Regions from separate parts of the Pan troglodytes genome. Here region 1 is linked to region 2. Evidence: chromatin contacts called from public Hi-C data. All regions are on one chromosome and are shown on one strand. The core of a region is the stretch at or near the end of the contact, and the rest is flanking DNA. Distances in the headings are between cores, read along the strand shown. Region 1 holds the start of TAFA3 (TAFA chemokine like family member 3). Region 2 has its middle 80 kb from the start of TAFA3.

What was found. A called contact is a pair of places that touch in the nucleus more often than the background predicts.
Region 1: a Hi-C map of induced pluripotent stem cells shows a contact between it and region 2, with 4 times the contacts expected there. The contact joins the promoter of TAFA3 here to the enhancer-like site in region 2. A contact is called at or near these places in 5 of 7 Hi-C or Micro-C datasets (blood, induced pluripotent stem cells, a lymphoblastoid cell line and 1 more) and 1 of 1 other capture datasets (stem cell-derived neural stem cells).

The regions. Positions count from the first base shown.
Region 1 is chr1:118,469,395-118,475,989 of NHGRI_mPanTro3-v2.0_pri, reverse strand. It overlaps TAFA3 (TAFA chemokine like family member 3), which reads left to right and starts at 2,516. Exons shown (of 6, transcript XM_001155198.5): 1 at 2,516-2,910; 2 at 4,191-4,248; 3 at 5,848-5,963. The coding sequence starts at 5,849.
Region 2 is chr1:118,390,220-118,396,255 of NHGRI_mPanTro3-v2.0_pri, reverse strand. No RefSeq gene overlaps it. Among named protein-coding and RNA genes, the nearest start is that of TAFA3, 80 kb to the left of the region's middle. Within about 2 kb of position 3,880, at least 2 of the 24 cell types and tissues checked have an H3K27ac peak or open chromatin away from gene starts, as enhancers often do. A contact at or near this core is called in induced pluripotent stem cells and stem cell-derived neural stem cells, where this site is marked.

The DNA of each region.
Region 1 (6,595 bases), core at 1,267-3,766, 81 kb before region 2:
CTTAGGGCCAGGGCTGAGAGCAGTCCGGGAATGCTGAGCAAGTTCTGTGTCTACCGCCAGGGAGAGACAGAGGCCAGGCTAAGCCCTTGCCTAAGAAGAGTAAAAGCTCACTCACTGGAAGACCAGGACAGAGCCCAATGCCTGGTTGGCTGCCCGTTCTTCCTAACTTCTCCCCTCTGGGAGAGGGTGGTACTGACCTGATGCCACAAGAGCTCTGTCTCTAAACCTCCTATCAGAAAGTTGATCGCTAGGTATCCACAGACACCACCCATCCACACATCTCAAATGGGGACAAGGCCGTTGTGGCCCTCAAGCAAGTTGGAGGTAGCCATCAGGGACTACGGCACCCAGTTCACGGCTGGAACTTTTCTGGGCTCTGTCGGCCAGGTGCTTCCTGACCACATACCACTTTGTTCCCCAGGCTAAACTGTGTCCCCAGAAGGGATGACTTTCTTGGCAGCTTCCAAATAAAGATCCCACAGTGGTCATTCAGTTTGGTAGACTTACTATGCCTGCTTTGTTACACCTGAGCTTTAGGCAGAGAGAGACAGAGGAAAAGAAGTCACAGGAGAGAAAAAAAACAGACCCCAAGGCAAATAGAGCAGCAAAAGAAGACGGGGACAAAGAACAGGCTGCTTCTATAGGTTTTCCCCTGCTATTTGAGAAAAACTGGAACCAACTCTCAGATAAATAACAGCAGCAGCAAGCCAGCAACTGAAGAAACAAATATAACTCCTGGTTGTTTTTATTATTCAGTGTTTCTGGGGCAGTTTACTTACCACTTCTTCGTGTCACCCAGCTCCCTATTCCCTGCCCTTTCTAGCACCCACCATGGTGTGGCTGCAAGCTGTCCGCAAAGCTAAGCCAAGAGACCCCCCCCAGCCCCAGCACCAGATGATCAGCAGGGAGGATAACAGCTCCCTGGGGCTCCAGAACAGCCCCCAGCCATGGCCTAATCCTAAGGCTCCTCCTCCCTGAACCTCTCACCTCCTATTCCTGGCACCATTATGCCTCCTCCATCCTCAGACTGCCCCAGAACCTGGTGAGGTCATCACCTCTACTCATCCCTGAGGCAGCGGAAAGTGAGAGAGAAAAGGGGGTGGGGTATGAAGAAGCAGACTTGTGGGATGTTTTTCTCTGTGAAGAGTGAGACTCTGCTTAGTGGCTGGCCCTGCTGGGGGAGTGTGAAGCTTGAGCCAAGGAGGGGGACTGGACAGCCTCAAGACAGGCCCCTTTATCTCAGGCCACAGTGGTGGCTCAGGGCCCAGAACTGGTCATCTTCTGCCTTGTCTCTCCCCTTCACATCACCCTAAACCCAAAGGCCTCTTAAACTAAGAGGAAAGTCCCTTCAAATTCACAGAACACCACTTCCTCTCATTTGTCTAATACATTCGCATCCAAAACAGATCTCTGTAAAGAATTATTCAGTTGCAATTAATTACATTACAATTTTTCTGATAAAGAAACTGGGTCTCAGGCCAGGAGTGGCGGCTCACACCTGTAATCCCAGCACTTTGAGAGGCCATGGTGGATGGATCAGTTGAGTCCAGGAGTTCAAGACCAGCTTGGGCAACATAGCAAAACCCTGTCTCTACAAAAAATACAGAAAATTAACCCTGGCTTGGTAGTGCACTACAGACTACCCCTATAGTCCCAGCTACTCAGGTGGCTGACATGGGAGGATCATTTGATCCCAGGAGGTGGAGATTACAATGAACCAAGATCTGGGTGACAGAGTGATGAGATCCTGTCCCCAAAAAATAAATAAATAAAAAAGAAAAGAAAAAGAATGAAAGAAAGAGAAGGAAGGAAGGAAGAAAGAAAGAGAAACAAGAAACTAGGTCTCAGAATTTGGTTCCCATGTTGGTATTCACACTTAACTTCCATAGGGACCATTCGTAGCCTACTACTGTCCTCCTGCCTAATGCCCACACCCTCATACTTCCTCTAGCCCTCCCAGCCCCTGAGAGCACCACTCCTGGGAGAGGAAGAGACATTTACTATTCCCTCCTAAATATCATTCTAGAAGAGTGCTGCTGAACAGAACTTTGTGCACTGACGGGAATGTTCTACATCTGCTCTGTCCAATACAGCAGTCCCTATCTTCGTGTGGCTATTGAGCATTTGAAATATGGTGCCTACTAATGAGGAACTGAATTTTAAGTTTTGTTTAATTAATTTAGATTTAAATTTAAATATCAACATGCCACTAGTGGCTACCGTATTGGACAATGCAGTTCTGCAATCTTCAAAGCTCAAAAACCCTGAGGGTCTAGTCAATCACTCGTCACTCCCAGCTCCTTTCCCCCCAGCACCTCCACCTCCCCTGAGCCAGGGCACTGGGGGCCACAAGACCTTCAGGGTTTTGAGGGACCTCCTCTGAGTTGCCACCACGGAGGTGTCCATCCTCACTGAACCTGCGGGGGCCGGATGTCCTCTCTCCCTTCCTCTTGCCCTCGGCCGCCAGGGGCCGCTGCGTCTCGGCTGTGCCCATCCGTTCAGCCGAGCGCCTGGCACTGTCCCGAAGGAGGCGGCGGCGCCCACGCGGGGCTGGAGGAGCGGGGGTAGCCCGGGGCGAGGCGGCGGTTGCTGCGGCGGCTGCGCGCTCCCCGGCCTGCCGGCAGGAACCTTGGAAAAAACCCGGCTGAGTTCTGCAGAGCTGGCGGGGCCGGGCCCAGAGCTCCCCTGTGCCCAGAGCCCGGCCCGCCCTGCGGATGATGCCAACCTGACCAGAACCCCGCTGTCCCGGGGGCGCAGCAACTTGGTGAAGGGGACAGGTCTCCGGACTAGACAGCACCCAAGCTGGCCGCTCCCTCCCAAAGTCTGTCTTTCGGAGTGCTGGTCCCTGGCTCAGTGGCAAGGAAGACTTCAGGGCAGCAGATCGAACCAGTGGGCACCACCGTGGACCAGGTAGGTCCCAGGTGTGGGGGCTCAGAATGTGGAGGAATGAGTAGGCGTTAGGGGGGTTTGTGGGGAGAGAAGGTGAAGAAAGGTTGAAGATTCTTGTGGTTCACATCCTCAAACCCTTGTAATGCAGGCTGCTAACTCAGCCTCACTAAACCCCTGGATTGGGATTTAGGAAAAATAGGCTAGGAAATTGAGGCAGGAGCATGGAAGTCGAAAAACACATCCCAGAAGCTTCTATGTCCAGCTGTTTCAGGGAGGGAGGGAATAGAATGCCAGGGATGAGAGCCCAAATGAACACCCCCACCCCTCTGCTCCCCACCCCACCAAGGTCTTTTGGGCTTTGGGGTTCCTAGGAGAGATGCCTGAGTTGGATTGGAGGATGTTGCAGCTCAGAGTGAAATAGGATCACCTGAGAGAAGACAAAGCTGCATTTGTGATGGTCAAAAGGAGGGTTCCTGGAGGGCAGGGAGAAGAGATCTCTACTCAGGAAAGAGGCACATCTAGAAGAGTGGGAAGCTCAGCCCAGGGAGCACACCCATCCCCTGGGAACTGGCACCTCTTCCTCTGTGTTCCTCCAGATTCCCCTTATGCTCTCGCTCCTAGGAGCTAGGACTCAGGGGTCTCTGTCCTTCCGGGGCCCCACCATCCTATATGTTTCAGTTCTGCCTCCCTTTAGAGAGGTGAGGGAAGAGAGGTTCTTAGGGAGAAATGGAAAGCTATTGGAGGCTGTGGCCTTCAAAGGCTCAGGGACCTGGAGTGTCCCCATTCTAGCCCTCTGGTGTGGGAATGGGGGCAAGGGCTGCTAAGCCAAGCCAGCTCCATGTGAGTCCAGGAAGCAGGTGCCATAGTGGGTAGGAGGTGGAAGCAAAGAGGATCAGGGCCTCAGGTATCTTTCCCACGTGCCTCTTCCAGCAGGAATCTGTCAGGTTCTGCTCCTTCCTTGACCCTCAGCTCCTTCCCAAGGCCAGAGAGATGACAGCTGTGATTCTTAGACCCCTCCCTACCATCACCCTGCTTCACTCTTGGGATAGAGAAACTCCCTCAGGCCACCCTTCTCAGGCTCACCACCCTGTGTGATCCCAGAGTCTGCAAGGGCCCCTCCAGATTCCCAGGCCAGAAGAGACTGTCCCTGCCCTGGCACCTGAGAACAGCTTCAGAATTGGGCTGAACTTCAGTGCCCAGCCCACCCCCTTGCCCTCTCCCAGGTTCTCCTTCACCCCCTGCAGAGCCATCGGCTCCCTCTATCCTTTGCAACCCCCTATGAATCTTTCCTACTTGTCCAGGTGGAGTGAGTCTGAGGACAGCAGATGAACAGACAGAAACTGAAAGATCCCCAAAAAGGTAAGTGAGGAGACATTGAAGATGGGGAGTAGCGGGGGTGGACAGAGATCAAGTACCCTATCTGAGGAGCAACTGGGTCCTAGCAGTTGGTTTGGCCTCTGGTATTCCCAAAGCTGCACTGGCACTTGTGGGGGCCCAGCAGTGGTCCAGGCTCACCCCTGAGCTTTTGGCCTTGCTGCATCCTGGGACTTCTCCTGCTCCCTTCTATGGCTGGGCAGCTCCTAGCTACTCTGTGCCTCTTGCTTCCTTAGGATTCCCTCCATTTCCAGCCTACCCTTCAGGGTAGCTTTGGGAGGCCCAAACCATCAACGATGAAAGAGGAAAAGGAAAGGGGAAGAGAACAGAGGCAAGGTGGTGCAGTGGGCAGAGGGCAGGCTTCTAGGCTCTGAACTCTTCCACCCACATGCTGCCTGGCCTTGGGCAAGTCATTTGACTTCTGTTAGCCTCGGTTTCATCTCTTCCTTTTTAAATTTAAATTCTGTTTAAATTGAAGTGCTACTGCATTCCCGTGGTTGGCAGCTCAAAAAGCAAGAAATAAATCAGGAGAAAAATGTCTCTCTTCTACCTCCATCTCCCAACCAACCAGTTTCCCTTTTGGATGGCAAACAATATTACTAGTTTTAAAATATATTTTTCAAAGCTAGTTTATGCATATCTGAGCAACATAGATAATCCTTCCTTTATACACATTTTATTTTATTTATTTTTGAGCTAGGGTCTCACTCTGTTGCCCAGGCTGGAGTGCAGTAGCACAGTCATAGATCACTGCAGCCTCAAACTCCTGATCCTCTCACCTCAGCCTCTGGAGTAGCTGGGACTATAGGTGTGCACCACCATGCCTGACTAATTTTTTAATTTTTTGTAGAGATGGGGTCTTGCTATGTTGCCTAGGCTGGTCTCGAACTTCTGGCCTCAAGTGATCCTCCTGCCTTGGCCTCCCAAAGTGCTGGAATTAGAGGCATGAACCACCACTCCTGGCCTGCCTTATACACATCGTATACACACCATTCTACACTTTGCTTTTTTTCCCCCTTAACAGTGGATTATCACTGGAGATCACTGCATGTGTCAGGACATAAAGCAATTCCCCATTGGTTTTTTTACAGCTATCTGGATGGGACTGCATTTGTACAGACTCTTTACGATGTATTCAGCCAGTCTTTTACTGATGGTTGTTTAGGTTATGTCCTAGCTTTTTGAGCTTTGGTTTTCTCATCTGTAAAACGGGTAATAATAATGTTGCTTTGTAGGACAGTTGTGAAGAATTCAAGAGTGTGCATGTGAAGTGCTGGAACCAAGCACTCAAAGAGTAGGAGTCAGTATTATTGTCCCTCCCATGTCACGACCCTCCATGGGCCCATAGCTAGTTCATCCTCCAAGATGCCTCTTAAATGTTGTCTCCTCCAAAGGCTCTCCTTTTCTTCCTGCAGCACTCACTACTGCCTGCATGACTCTGTGCCAGGTCGAAAGATGCCTGGGGACAAGGTGTGCCTCCTCCCCATCTTTGTGCCTCCCAGAGTGTGTGGCACAGAGAAGGTGCCCAGGTGCACAGGGGAGCTTCTGCCTGGAGCTGAGCAGAATGTGTGCTTCTTTCCGCAGGATGAGTGAGAGGGTCGCGCGGAACTGGAGCACGGGCGGCTGGCTGCTGGCACTGTGCCTGGCCTGGCTGTGGACCCACCTGACCTTGGCTGCCTTGCAGCCTCCCACTGCCACAGGTTTGGAGGAGGTGGCAGGGCCCGGGGAGGGAGTTTCCCAGGACACCTGGGGAGCTGGACACCACTCCACCGTGTTCCATAGCAGGCAGGTCTCCCAGGCAGAGTAAAATCCAGAGATTCTAGGGGTTCCGGCTCCTCCTCTGCTCTTTACCCAGGAATCTCTGCCCACCCCAGCTGTCCCGCCCCAGAGAAGGTCTGGGCAGACCCTTTGCTCACCTCTCCTTCCAGGCTGGAAGGTGTTCTTTAGTGAGAGAGGCCCTCGGGTGAGGGCTTATCTCTAGCCTCCTGGCCTAATTCTGTGGTTTTCCTTCTGGGATGGCTAAAGCCTGTGTAAGCGGATGATCCTCCCCACGCATTGTAAGCCCTGGGGCCCTTGCCCTCACCCTGAGGAAGCTGGGGAGGCGGGGCTGGTGCGGGACTCTGTCTTCTGCCCAGGGGCCGTGCTCTGCCAAAGGGTGAAGAGCACAGGCCTCACAGGGGAGGGAGGAAGAATAGGAGCTCTGTGAAGCGGCGGGAAGATTTCATCCACTCCCTCCTCCCCTGCCACTGGCAGTCTCTTCCATAGCCCTCTCTGCAGCAGGGAGGAGGGGCTGGAGGCCAGCCCGGGTGGGCGGGAGGGAGCGGGGTCGGGC
Region 2 (6,036 bases), core at 2,631-5,130:
TAAATAAAAGGAAAGTTGGACTCTTTCCTTTTATTTAGAAACCAGATGTTTCTAAATAAAGGGATGAAACCAGACTGTGCAGGGGAGGGGCTGGTGGGGGCCCTCAAAGAAACAGGATGGAAGAGAACGAAAAACAAAAAGTTGTCCTTTTTGATGACTTATCTACCCCAGAGGGGCCACATGCTCCCCTATCATTATCTGTACCTGCCTGGGACTGCGTGTGGTGGTTAGAGCCCGTAACTACCCATAATGACTTCATGGGGCTCAGCCCAGGTAGGGGCCCAGACATTTCAAGCTAATGACTTTTCTTCCCTTTTTATTCTGTCTGTATTAGCTCCCTGCATGGATTGAAAGGTGCTTATTAACACAAGCGCCCCTGATAATTAGGTTGGTCCTGGCTTCATTAAACACTGATGGGCTTCCTGCTTTTGGGTCCAGACAAGAGAAGGAGCCAGAAGACAGGATTCTCCTCCACATAGGTCTCCGGGGTGCAGATAGGGCAAGGTGGCACTTTCTTCTCATGTTCCTGGGTTGAGCTGAGTGAAAAGGGAGGCAAGAGATAGGAGTAAAAGCAACTGGAAGAGGCCTTTTCCCTATTTATCCCACCTACAGGCTGAACCTTGATGTTCTTATCTGCTCATTGGGCTTAGAATCAGAGACTATGAAAGCTAGAAGAGACCTCAGATATCAATCTTCACATTTTTATCATAAAAAAGAGGTGAGGGCCGGACATGGTGGCTCACACCTGTAATCCCTGCACTTTGGGAGGCTGAGGCAAGCAGATCACCTGAGGTCAGGAGTTCAAGACCAGCCTGACCAACATGGAGAAACCCCGTATCTACTAAAAATACAAAATTAGCTAGGCGTGGTGGTGGGCGCCTGTAATCCCAGCTACTAAGGAGGCTGAGGCAGGAGAATCACTTGAACCCAAGAGGCAGAGGTTGTGGTGAGCCGAGATTGAGCCATTGCACTCCAGCCTGAGCAATGGGAGCGAAACTCTGTCTAAAAAAAAAAAAAAAAAGAAGTGAGAAGTCTATGCAGGTCCAGAGAGGGAACAGAACTTGCTCGAGATCACACACCTTAGCTGTGCCAAAACCATGCTCAAAACCCAGGTCTTTTGGCTACTCCAGGCTCAGCGATCCTTGACGTATCTCACAGGACTGTCCCAGGGATCAGGAGGTGGAAGAGAGGAAAGTGGTGTGAAAGTAAGGACCCCACGCAGTGGGAGGACTTCCTGTCTGGGCTGTGCTGCTCATGAGGTCCTGGGCTGCAGGCCTGGGGGGTCAGCCTCCAGAGTCTCCTTACCTGCCCTGCTTGCCTCATAGGGCCCTGGGGAGGAGGGGGCTTGTGAAAGTGCCTTGAGAAGCAAAACCTTTCAAGCTATTCTACCGGCCAGCTGTGTGCTCACTCCTGCCTCTGTCTCCCCAAATCCCCACTTGTGCCCTTTCTCCCAGGAGCCTGAGGATGCTGCTGAGCCCAGCCAGTTACACAAGCCTCGGTCAGCATCATCAACAGCCACTTCTCCATTTGCTTTCTGAATTATTTAGCCCTCCTCTTCCCAGCCCACCCCTAGACCTTTTACCACATTAAACCTTCAAATAGGCCTGAACCTTGGCTTGGGAAACAACATTTCCTTACTGTCCCTGCCATAATGTTTTGGAGAGGGCACATCTCCCTATAGATTGGTTTTCCTCTTCACCATGCCTGGTGGTAATTGACAGTGCCTGGGTCCTAATGAGGGAACAGGCCCAGCCAGGGTGAGGCAGAGGCCCTGCCCTCTGCTAGTCCCTGGTTTGAGGTCCTGGCTATGGGTTCTCCCATCTATTCTTGCTGAGCACTTGCCAAATATTTAATGTCCTTCATCCAGCAAGCCAGTGGAAGCTCTGGGGCTGGACGGCTCCCGAGGTCATTTTATCCCTTCCTCTGCTTTCAGGCTGATGCACATCTCATCCAGGGTTGACAGATGGCGGCCTCTTCCCTGAGGCTGAGGCTTTCCTGCCCTCGCCCCTAGCTCCAGCCCACATAAGACCTGGAGAGACTTTTGTGTGGACTACCTGAAAGGCTCTGGTTGTTGTAGATGCCCCAGAGGAACAGCCCAGGGAGAGAGGGGGGGGGCCTCTTATGGGGTAGGTATGGAGTTGTCAGGGGAGGAAAAGTCTTTGGCTGCCACGACAAGAGGATGAAGCATTCTGCTGTGTGGGGCTCAGGAGAGTCCACCTGAGACTAAGGAAGTCCTGCTGGCTTTTTTTTTTTTGAAACAGAGTCTTGCTTTGTCACCCAGGCTGGAGTGCAGTGGAACCATCTCAGCTCACTGCAACCTCTGCCTCGGGGTTCAAGCGATTCTCAGCCTCCCAAGTAGCTGGGATTATAGGTGCTCGCCACTGAGCCTGGCTAATTTTTTGTATTTTTAGTAGAGATGGGGTTTCACCATGTTGGCCAGGCTCATCTCTAACTCCTGACCTCAGGTGATCCGCCCACTTCGGCCTCCCAAAGTGCTGGGATTACAGGTGTGAGCCACGGTGCCCTGCCCCTGCCTGCTTCTTTGTGTCTCATTTGTACTCATTTGTCTGTCTGTGGGTCCTATAGCCTGAACCAGCCCACAGTCCTGCCCTCCTCTCCACTCCCTGCCTGTCCTGTGGGCCCTGCTTGGAGAAAGCTACAACCTGGCTCCACGGAGCCCCCAGAAGGGAGCACTCCTTCCCCTTCCTGGTGCCTACTCGTCTGGATCTTCTGGGCATCTCCCAGCCCTTCTGGCCCCTCACAATCTGGGTTTCCTGCCTGCAGTTCGCTAGTACTCTCTCTCTCTAAACGGCAATGGCCAACCTCAGCTGGTGTCACAGAGCATGTCTAATGTGGCTGGTGCCCACCTGGGCTTGCCCTTCCTTTCCCATCCTCAGAGCTGGAAGTGACCCTATGGAGTTGGCAGACACCCCCATCCCCTTTCACTCTCACCACCCTCAGCCTATATGTTCTTCCATGAATCTGACTCGAATCTCTTCTGACAATTTTTTTTTTTTTTTGAGACAGAGTTTCACTCTTGTCCCCCAAGCTGGAGTGCAGTGGCGCAATCTCAGCTCACTGCAACCTCTGCTCCTGGGTTCAAGCAATTCTCCTGCCTCAGCCTCCCGAGTAGCTGGGACTACGGGCACGTGCCACCATGCCCCGCTAATTTTTGTATCTTTAGTAGAGGTGGAGTTTCATCATGTCGGCCAGGATGGTCTCAAACTCCTGACCTCAAGTGATCCGCCCACCTCAGCCTCCCAAAGTGCTAGGATTACAGGCATGAGCCACCACGTCTGGCTGACAAAGTTTAAATCTGCATCCTTCTGGGTGCAGAAGCCCTTCCCAGGACACCTCCTCTGTCTGGTGAACTTGGACTCTCCTTCAAACTTTAGTGCAGAGGCCACTCTCTCAGAACCCCCCACATCCCCCAGCCTCTCAGAGCAGGACAGGATGGCCTGTCCAACACCCCCTCTCCCCAACCCTGCATCCTATCCTGTCCTTTGAAACACTTCCCAGGTATGTGAATTTACATGTGTTTCTGACTCCCTAGTTGGTCTGTTATCTCCAGGCAGGGCAGGAAAGTGTCTTCAGTGCTCACGGCCTTATCTCCTGTACCTGGTCTGGAGTCCAGTAGTCGTAACAAGTAGTAGGAGCTCAGTAAATATTTGTTGAATAAACAAATAATTCTCTGAGCCCTGGAGGAAGGGTGGGCAGTGTCTCCAATGGACTGTGACAGTTACCTTAGTAAAAATCTGGGGCTGGGGTCCAGAAACCTTGTGTGGCCCCCTCTGCATTCCTGTAGTCACAAGGTTGGGTGCTTAGTGAGCCTGGCTGGCCAGGCAGGGCAGGTGACTGGCGTGATGGGACAGTGCCATCTAGCTGCGGCTGGGCCAGAGCAACAACAGGGCCCGCGAGTTGGCTTGGTCAAAGCGATGTCATACAGGGAGTCCCTGGGCACTGCTAATTCCTTAGCAAGCAAGCAGCTAAGGGGTTGACACAACCTCAGCTTAATTGGTCTCCAACTTGAGGCCTAGGCTGCTATAAGGGGAGCTCAGGGTCAGGCTGGAGATGCCCTTGAAGGAGCCCCAGGTGGATACCAAACTTATCAAAAGCACCTGGAAATGACCCTACATGTGACCAGGCTACTTACAGAGGCGGTGTCCAGGTCACTGGGTATTGTCCTACTGTATGCTTGATGGCCCCATCATACAGGGGGCAGTACGGAACTCTGAATGCGGAACAAATGCATGTCCCCAGGACTGTTGAGGGTGCTGGGAGCCAGGCCCCTGCTGACATCCTCAGTCTAGACCTCATCTGTCAAGGGGGCAGAGACAGGGTCTACAGCATCCTGTCTTCCTCACAGCCTGGCATGAGCCTGGCAAGCACATAGACCCTTGCTCTGTGGCTCTGCCTGGCAGAAGCCGACCGGTGTGAGAAGAGCCTTCTAGCAGTTGGAGCTGTGTGGGCACCAAAAGGGCTGTTCTGTGAGAGGATGAGTCCCTGTCACTGTCAGTGCTCAGATCAAGGCGGCCTTAGCTGGGTCAAATGCTAAGCTGGGAGTGCTCTATTGGACTGGATTAGATGCCTTCTGATAGTCCCTTAACTTGACGATTGTATAAAATGTAAACTGCTCAATGCATATCCCTCCCATAGCACTTTAACACTGTTCACTGTAAATCTGTGTCACAAGCTAGGATCCTCAAGAAGCAAACTCTGAGACAGAGATAAGTGTTCAGGACATTTGTTAGGGAGTTCTCTTGGGATGATCCCTTGTGGAAGAGAGGGGCAACAGCAGTGAGATTGGACAGAGGGAGAAGTTGAGCTGCACTGCAGTCTGAACAACAGTCCCAGCTGACCCTGCAGGGAACTTGGGAGCTGGAATGACCTTCAGAGTTGTCTTAAACTGGGGAGAGCAGGCTGGGTGTTCATAGTATATATTGATCTGTCATTGGGTGCAGGCTGGCCTGGGCAGGTGGTGTGATCTAGGGCAGTCCTGGAAGGGGCTGGCTGCGCTCCCTGAGGGTGGGGAATGTGTCCTGCATTTCTGGAGGGGGTCTGCACACGGCAGCATCTGCCACTCTTCTGGTGCTGACATTTTAAGCAGCAGTGAGCAGTAAGGAAGGTCGTTTGGGGCAGTGAACCCTGTCCTGTGTTTCTCAATCCCTGCCCTTGAACAGCTCCCTAAGGGGCAATGACCAGAGTCCTAGTGGGGGTGCTCTGGCCCCTCCACATTCATTTTCTCTGCCTATTCTGAGAGGAGGTTCAGGCTGGAGGTCTGGTAGGGAGGTGGTGAGCACAGGAGGTGCACAAAGGGACAAAAGGCTCTTGCCTTAAATGCCCACAATTAGAAACAGCTCCTTTCTATTCCCACCATGCAAGGGCCCTAATTAAAATTTAAACTCATGTTTCCTTTTTTTCTTTTTAAAGTTTCCATGGTAGGTAATTAACTTTTCCTTTCTGCGAGTGAGCAATTAATTAATGCTCTGTTCATGAGGACGGCGATCAGAGCACTGCGACTTGCCTGGGAGTTTGTTTCTTTCATTTATTTCCACTTTCCAAAAGAACTGGCTTGGTGCAAGTGGGGGCAGAGAAAGGAAAGAAGCTCTGCCGACATCTGTTGTGTGCAGCAGGGTGCTGACAAAGTCCTTACAACATGAAATCCTTACCATGAGAAGGGCATACAGGGTCTTCCCTGGACCAACAGAAGCAGCCGGGTGCAAAAGCGTTCCCGTCTAAGTGAGCCTTCCTCAGGAGGGCCAGCTGAATACTTCCCCGGGGAACAAAAGCACCTGTGGCTGAACTGCACGGGCATCATGGGTGTGAGGGCCCTCCCACTGCCAGCCTCTGTGCCTTCCTCTCCCAGGCCCCTGGGTTCACCTCCTGGCCACACAAGCCTCAGGGAGAGGATACGGATTAACAGTGTTTGTACAAATTGCAGGGACAAGGGAACGTTTCCCCTTCGTCCTTTGAAGTTTTGCTGAAAATCACTGACAAGAGGCAGATTAGTGGGAGAAAAAGTAGACAAACAGATTT